Linked DNA regions of Triticum aestivum: region 2 is linked to region 1. A link is a contact called in public HiCAR-type data. All regions are on one chromosome and are shown on one strand. The core of a region is the stretch at or near the end of the contact, and the rest is flanking DNA. Distances in the headings are between cores, read along the strand shown. Region 1 holds the start of LOC123104084 (serine/threonine-protein kinase D6PK). Region 2 holds the start of LOC123104086 (putative F-box/kelch-repeat protein At3g22730).

What was found. HiCAR-type assays count read pairs that join an accessible place to other places.
Region 2: a contact with region 1 is called in a HiCAR-type map of leaf, with 2.6 times the contacts expected there. The contact joins the promoter of LOC123104086 here to the promoter of LOC123104084 in region 1. A contact is called at or near these places in 2 of 5 Hi-C or Micro-C datasets (both in leaf) and 1 of 1 datasets of contacts at active chromatin or transcription factors (leaf).

Annotation. Positions count from the first base shown.
Region 1 is chr5A:470,069,643-470,073,828 of IWGSC CS RefSeq v2.1, forward strand. It overlaps LOC123104084 (serine/threonine-protein kinase D6PK), which reads left to right and starts at 2,212. Exons shown (of 3, transcript XM_044525806.1): 1 at 2,212-2,459; 2 at 3,496-4,186. The coding sequence starts at 3,597.
Region 2 is chr5A:470,357,513-470,361,847 of IWGSC CS RefSeq v2.1, forward strand. LOC123104086 (putative F-box/kelch-repeat protein At3g22730) reads left to right here and starts at 2,021. Exons shown (of 2, transcript XM_044525811.1): 1 at 2,021-2,230; 2 at 2,972-4,335. The coding sequence starts at 3,015. The coding sequence ends at 4,289.

The DNA of each region.
Region 1 (4,186 bases), core at 962-3,461:
AAAAAGTAAGGAATAAAAATAAAATTGGGTTGCCTCCCAACAAGCACTATCGTTTAACGCCCCTAGCTAGGCATAACAAGCAAGAATAGATCTAGGTATTGCCATCTTTGGTATTAGGAAAGAAAAGAGCAAACTTGCTATCTATAGAAGTAATCCTTCTATTTTGATAAAGCACATAGCTATTAATGGTAGAAGAAAGATTAAGTATGTTATGGAGGTTTGTATCTAGGCTAGCCTTTATCTCTTTAATAGATTCATTTTGGTAGGAGAGCAAAAGAGATGTAGATTCAACTTTCTCATTCATGGGGTGCCTAAATATAGTTTTTATTTTTTCATAAGTGTCTACAACATCCCCTTCAAGGAAACCCCTATCTAGGCATAACAAGCAATAGTTTCATTGACAATAATAATTATATGTTGTAGATTATTAGGTTTATTGTTCACTATTAGGGTGTAAGTTTTCTTTTATAATTTGTGATTAGTTGCGATGCCATTACTATTTGTGCCTTGTAGATTATTAGGGTTTAGGGGTTTAGGGTTTTAGGGTTAGTTTTATTAACGACTTGCAAAGATTGTCCTTTCAAAAGTTTTGACCTTCCAATATAAAATTATTCTCGGCCACTCAACACAACTATTTTTACCGAGAATGATATACAGTAATGATCTACGACTCAATTAAATTTACGCAATGTTCAAGTTTCACAGGAAGAAATATGGATTTTAAAGTTCATATAATTTACCTTCAGCGTCTGTAACTTGTGAAAATAGATTCCACTGTTATCTAGCCTGCGTGCCACCGTTTACTCTTTCGTACCGTGTCCCTTATGTTGGTGAAACTTTTGTGTGGTCTCGTTGACTCTGTCTGGTGGCTTTATTCATAAAGTCGGGCGTATGACTTTTCTCTAAAAATTTGTGAAAATAGATTCCACTGTTATCTAGCCTGCGTGCCACCGTTTACTCTTTCGTACTGTGTCCCTTATGTTGGTGAAACTTTTGTGTGGTCTCGTTGACTCTGTCTGGTGGCTTTATTCATAAAGTCGGGCGTATGACTTTTCTCTAAAAATTTGTGAAAATATATTTTATACACATACATGTGCTCCCATTGTTTACAGACGCATCATAAGATTCTAGCTCATACAATTTCAAATTAAAAGTACTCAATATTTCAAAGATAACAAATGACCAACGCGAACACTGACGCAATAAATACAAATATCAAATATCAGAATGTTCCAGCTATAGCACACATTAAAAGCTCGTTCTTGAACAAACAAGATCGCTCCAAGGACTAAACAAGAAAATCAAGTTTGCAGTCGAATATGTACCTGTTTGCACCAAATATACTGTTGTGGTGCTTCTTATCTTGATGGCTTCAATCTCCAAGGACACAAGATGATCTCTTTTCTTTTTGCGTATGTACTCAAATGATGTTCGAAGGTGGATATTCTATTTTGATGCACATGAGAGAAGAACAAAGAAGAAGCAGCAAGAGTACCATAACTAGGGTCCGGTGAACCATTTTTCCTTATCTTCAAGTGTTTGTCATTTCCCTATCTACACGACCCCACATGAACAGGTATATCGTCATGATATGCGAACATATATTATAGATAAAAGTGAAAACAAAAACCTGTCTATACATCCCCAAACGCGAATCTTGGCGCAAATCAACGGCACAGAATCTGCGTGCGCCACACTTACGCGCCCTAAACCCTCTCCCGGAATGGATAGACCGTATCAAATTGATCGAACGAGCTTGACTCTATAACACAAACTTTTAGATCAATGCCTTTGAATTCCAAAACAAATTCCTTTACAGCATGCACACACAAATTCCTTTACAGCATGCACACATGCTAGATGAGAAGAACGGACGGCCAGGATGGGCCTCCAGCACCACCATCGCCATCCAGATCTCTGCAACAGGAAGCGCCCGCAAGCAGGGGAAGGAGGAGGAAAGTGGACGTTGGGCACGGGAGTCTCGGTCCGTGGGAAAAAGAGGGAGCGAGAGGAGGGAGACCACGCCCTGCACGCCGTACCCTCGGCTGGCTACCCACCCTAACCCTAACCCATGTTTAATTTACTCACCACCATCATCATCAACCGCTCTGTAGACTAGTTTATGCGCCCCAAGAGCCCAGCTTTTCACCACCACCACCATCATCTTTGACCCGTCCCTCCATCCCCTCCCCTTCTCCCCCACAAGCGCTTGTCTCTTTGCAGGCTGGGCCAGCCACTGACCCAGCGCCAGCAGCTCTCCTCCCCTTGCCCGGATGAATCCCCACACCAATTAGTACTCTCGCCACTCCACCCGCCCCCACCTCCCTCCACTTCCCTCCGCCATTGCCAGCCCCGCCCGCACATGGCCCGCCTTCCGCGCGGAGACGACGAATATCCCGCCGCCGCCGCGTCTCCGCTCCCTCGACCCGCCGCCACGGCCACCCCGCCCTCCTCCTAAGGTAAGGTATGCCGCCTCCCCCGCCCGGCCACGGCCCGGCAGCTTGGTTTCTTGACTGGACGGCCGCCTAGGGATTTAGGGGCGGCGTCATTTTCCTCAGGTGGAGGTGGGGATGGATATGCGGGTGCTCCTTCTTGATCTGCTGCTTGTGCGGCTTTACCGCCGCCGCCCATCACTCTCCAGATCCAATCCCGCCCCTTTTATTCATTAAAAAACCATTTTCTCTCTCTTCTTTCCGTTGCTTGCCTGCTAGCTTGCATTCAATGGGGGCGCTGGAGTGAGTGCCCCCCATGCCCTGATGTGGATGCCATGCTAGTCTGTCTCTACGTATGCGCGACACCGCATGTGTGCTTGCCGCGCTGTGGCTCATATGATCCATGGCGCGCTCCATCATGCCTGCTTCTCCCTTTGGGGGAAGGGAGGGGAAAGGTGGGATGTGTGCGCCTTGTGACGAGCTCGCAGCTGTGCCAGGTTGCAATGCTCTCTCCTTCCTTCCTCCCCCTTTCCATCCCCTTCACCTCGCCGCTTTGGGGATATCTTAAAGATTCCCTTTTGTTATTAATCCCGCGGTTCTGGCCCACTCCGCCCTATTTTTGTGGGAGATGCTGCTGGCTCGGGGTTTCCTGGGGGTGGGGTGGAGTGGGGGGCTTGTGATTTCTTCTTTCTAGCCAGGACCTCTCTCCTCCCTTCACCTCCTCTCTTCTCCTCTTTTGGGATGCGGCGGAGTGGCAGGGGCGGCCGGGTGGATGGATCTGCCCAGCGCTTAGTTGCAGTAGCTTGTGTGTGAGTCTGCAGGTGACTTCTTGGTCTCATGGGTGGTTCTCAAAATGATTCCCCCCTTTCTCTTTCTGTGTAGGGATTTCTTTCTTTTCTGCTCGGCGTGTCCGTTTTAGGTTGTTGTTTCTGTCGATTTTACCTGGTGGTTTGGATTTCTTGGAATATTTCTGATCCTTGTTCTCTTCTGGTGAATTGATACGAACAAACCCTAGTTATTTTATTGGTATGCTGATACGCTGTCTGGGCGAATTGATTTGCAGGTTAGGAGGTTGGGAATTGCTCGGTCAGCCTTGTACTGAGCACTGACCGGGCGCCTAGACTGGGCGTTTGTTGTGATTCCGGTCAACCGCTTGCTCAGTTCATGTCTTCCAAGCCTGCCTCCCAAAGTATGCCGGAGCAAGCGGCAAAGCCAAAGGAAATGGGTGAAGATGACAGGCAGCGATCTGCTGCTGAGGAGGTTTCCGGGGAGCCGGACCAGCAGCAAGAATCTCCAGCTCCTGTGCTGGACAAGGATGCTCCAGATCTCTCCTCAGACTCTGGGGGCCTGGATGTGCCACTAGCCCCAGAGGCAGAATCTGATGAGTCAAAAGAGACTAAGAACTCCGATTCCAACGAGAATCAAGAAAAGAAGTCGTCGCAAAAGAGTAGTATCAGTGATAGCTTTATTTCAGCTAAAGTGAGTGATGGGACAAATAGTCTGGGTAAGACCAGTGGTAGTGCTAAGACAAGTGGCCGAGATTTCACCGAGAGTGGCAAGAGCAGCATGTGCCGTGTTAGTGCAAGCAGTGATTTGAGTGATGAGAGCTCCTGCAGCAGTATGAGCAGTGCCACCACAAAGCCCCACAAAGGGAATGATTCGAGGTGGGAGGCCATCCAAGTGGTCAAATCCAGGGAGGGCGTTCTTGGTCTGAACCAATTTAGGTTGCTTAAGAAGCTGGGTTCTGGTGATAT
Region 2 (4,335 bases), core at 771-3,270, 290 kb after region 1:
TATCGGATGGGCCACTAGAGATCGTACTAGTATTAATCACGCAGCAGCAGTAGCTATGCGATTTTTTTTATTCGCATATGGTCATTCTTCTCTCACACCTCAACCCTATGGCAGTATATTTTACTCGGCTCGTCAGGAGGGCAGCCTCGGGCTTCCGCCCAAAAATGTGGTCAGGGCAAATGTGTTTATTCCTATGGAATGAACACTGTTATGATCATTTCCTCTAATCTAACTGTAGCAGCTTCCTTTGAAAAGAACGCGGCAAAGGAAAAAGAAACGGTGGAACTCACAATTCCTTCGGAATGTGTAGAAATCCTGTGAAGCAAACGGACCCGGAATTGTGTTTTCCAACAAACTTGGGCACAGTTGGTATTGAATATTGATTGCAGACTTGTCGTGATGGTAATGGCCACAAATGGAAATTTCTATGAACCAATAGAGGAAGAGACGAAATTCTGATGACTATGTCACTAGGTGGCGATGGTGAAACATCGGGGGAGAGGAGAGTAGAACTGTACGAGCATGATACTGGGATGCACCTGACAAAGTGATGAAACTTTTTTTAACATTTGTATTACTCTCGTAGCAAAACTACCATAATTCTAATAAAGTCTGATGGCGTCTTCAGGGCCAGATCCGAGCCACACAACAGTGCACCCAGAGGTTCTACCATAATTTGCCATAAAATGGCTTACATCATTCTGAGTGCGAAGAATATGAGTAATACAAGATTTTCATTGTTCCATATAAGCAAACTAATCTCACAAACAATAAAGTATTAACGAGATCTGGCCAAATTCCTTTTCTTCAGCATATTCACAACTTGTAGGCAATAATGTTCCAATGGCCATTGGGAGCTGACTCCATTGAAGATCAAGCGTCGAACCTTCCATAATCACTAGAAATTCAGCCTCGAGGGGGTCACTGCAATTCAGCAATTACATGCATGCAGGGAAAACTATGGAGCCCGGCTGACCTTAGAGGACCATGCCGCTCCCCGCAGCGACAATATCTTCAGCAGATGACCCATTCAGTGTTGAAACTTGATCGTATAGTCGTCCGAAAATTGCCGCGAGTTAGTCCCAAATGAAAATCAGTCAACATCATCATTAGTACCCCCTTTGTAAATTAATATAAGATCTTTTAGATCACTACTTTAGTTTACCGAGGGGGTATCAGTGTACCATTTAAGCTGCACCAACCCAAATAATGCCGAACCATTTGCTTAAAAAGTACATATTCAACATCAAATATTGCAAGTGTACATGTTGCCCCCACGACGGATATGAGTAATACAAGGTTTTCATTGTTCCATGAGCAAACTAATATCACGAACAATAACGCAGTAACGAGATCTGTCCAAGTTTCTTCTCTTCTGCATATTCACAGCTTGAAGGCAATATGTTTCAATGGCCATTGGGAGCTGACTCCATTGAAGATCAAGCATCAACCTTCCTTAATCACTAGAAGTTGAGCCTCGAGGGGGTCACTGCAATTCAGCAAGTAGCCCGACTGACCTCGGAGGACCATGCCGCTCACAGCAGCGCCAATATCTTCAGCAAATAACCCATTCAGGGTTGAAACTTGATCATATGGTTGTGCGGAAATAGCCACGAGTTAGTCCCAAATGAAAATTAGTCATTGATATTATTACTCGCTTTGATTAACGTCATCATTAGTAGGAGTACCATTTAAGCTACACCAACCCGAATAATGCCGAACCATTTGCTAGAAAATAGATATTCAGCATCAAATACTGCAAGTGTGCATGTTGCCCCCACGACGTATATGCTTATTGAAAGTTTCGAAAGATTTTTCAGATCTCCTGATGAATAGATTATCGCTCGCACAGAGTGTGGACGCTTGTACTTTTGTAGGGAGCCATGCTATTGTACGAGTACGGTATACTGTCCACCGTTTGAATACTCGGGCCTTCGCTGCTTGCTGGGCCTATGCCCTTGATATTTTTCTGTTTTTGGATTCTACGGGCGGTTGAAGAAGCCGTCACGCAATCAGAGAGAGATAACGGTAACGCTGGACTCCTGGAGACTTGGTGGAGTGCGATGCTTGGGTCCACGAAGGCTAGTTACTGCCAGAGAGGAGGCCGATAAGTAGTAGCACTCTCCGAGGATAACGGTGGGCTTAAGCCTGTGGCCGCGGGCGGCTTCTTCTTCGTCTTCTTCGCCTGGGGAAGATAGATCCCGCCGGGAGTTGGAGAGAAGATTCCGCTGTAAGTTTTCTTCAGATTCCTGCAATCTTTTGCCTAGTGTCGGATTCGGCCGCCATGTCAGCTAGGTAGTTTTCAAGTCGAGGATCGATGAACTGGAATCTGGAATGAACTTGGTCTAGAACCTTGTAGAACGTGTGAGTGATGGGTTCGTATCCATACGCACGCGTGTTAGTGGCTTTGTTGGATGCGCCCTGAAGGCGTGCTGCTGTTCCAGTTCATGGTCCTTTGTTGCTGCTGCAGCTACTAGAAAAAGTTAGCCATGCACTCGTTTCATTTGCAGCCTTGCAGTGCAGGGCTATTCTGACCAATTCAAGTTGAAAATCAGAGCTAGTAGATGCTAGACTAGTGACTGATAATAGCAGAGTGCCTTCTTTTCCGAGGGCACGACCAAAGCAAAGCCGGTTCTCTTGGAAGGAATTTTGTTCTAGAAGCACATATTATGTTGAACACAAACAAATACACTGAAAACTTAGTCAGCATAACCAAATACTTCTACTACTTGTTTGGCAGAATATGAATACTCCCTCCGTGCGAGAATAAACGACTCAACTTTATATTAACTTTGGGTCAGATAAGCCGTTCCCATAGAAAAATGGCTGTTTCTGTCAAAAGTTCCAAATGATCGCATGATCCTAGAACTGAATCGATCTTGATAGATTATAGATATACTAGCACCTCCATTTCTGAAAGCAACGCACCATATGTATGTTCCTAAGCTTCCAATTTTATGGCATATTACAGGACTTGTCAGGCACAACTTTCTTAGGGGAAAAGGTGCTTGGAAATGGCCAGTGACATAAACGACGCAGAGCACGAGCAGGCAACCGAAAATCAGTTGGCAAGCATCAGCCGCCTCACACCAGACGTCCTGCACGAGATACTTCTCCGGCTTCCGGTGAGCACTCTGCAGAGGCTCCGCGGGACGTGCCACCAATGGCGCGGCGTGATCAGCGACCCCTGCTTCATCATGGACCATGCCAACCGTGCACCGGAGCACCTCCTCCTCTTCCTGCCCAGGCTGGAGGCCTCGGCGAGCCTCAAGACCGCCATGCCTGGCCGCATGAAGCTCTTCGATGAGAAATGGTCCGTGTCAACGTGGGCGGCGGCGTCCATGGACCCGGACGACCACCTCTTCGCGTCCTGCAATGGCCTGCTCTGCTTCTACAGGAAGTACACGCTGAAGATCGTCAACCCCGCGACCGGCCAGCGGCTGCACCTCTCGAAGCCCGACGGGAGATCGCTCCGCGACCTGTACTATCTCTACAGCTTCGGGTTCCACCCGGCGACGGGGGAGTACAAGCTCGTCTACTTCCTCCGCGAGCCCCGGCACGGCCGGCCGTCGGGACAGCCGTTCCGCTTCGACGCCGTCCAGGTGCACACCCTCGGCGGGGACGGGTGGCGGGACGTCAGGGCGCCGAGGGAGAGCTGCCTGGTGAACCTCGGCGTCGTCAACGTGGACGGCGCCATGTACTGGCTCGCGGAGGAGGAAGGGGCGTGCTGCGGCGTGGCGGTCATGGCGTTTGATCTGAAGGAAGAGACCTTTGTGACGTTGAGGCCTCCGCCGCTGAGAGCGTGCGGCGGGGCGACGGACGAGCGGCCCTGCGGCGCTCCCGCGCTGTCCTACTACGTGACGGAGGTGGGGAAGAAGACGTGCCTGGTGACCGCCCCTTTCAGCAGCAGCGCCCCCCGGTGGCGCCGCTACAACGCCGAGGTCTCCGGGAGGATGGACGTCTGGACGCTGGAGAGCCGGGGCGAGGACCGGTGGTCGCTCAAGTACAGCGTCGACCTGTCGCCGTCGGCGCCGCGGTGCGTCCCGCAGCCGTGCTTCGTCCGCGGGGGGAAGGTCCTGCTGCACGGCCGCGACGGCGACGCGTTCTGCCGGGACCTGCGGGGCGACGAGGACGACGGCGGGGAGGTGAGGCTGCTGAACTTCCGGCCTTACAGGTACTACGAGACGCAGGCGTACCTGTACAGGGCGACGCTCGTCCCGTTGGACGTGTACGCGGGGGCGGCCATTGCTCGCGCGCCGCACTGGCCTCTCCCGCAACCAGGTTCCTGAATTTCTGATTACGACTCTGCGTTGGCCTTCTGTGGTCATGGTCCGG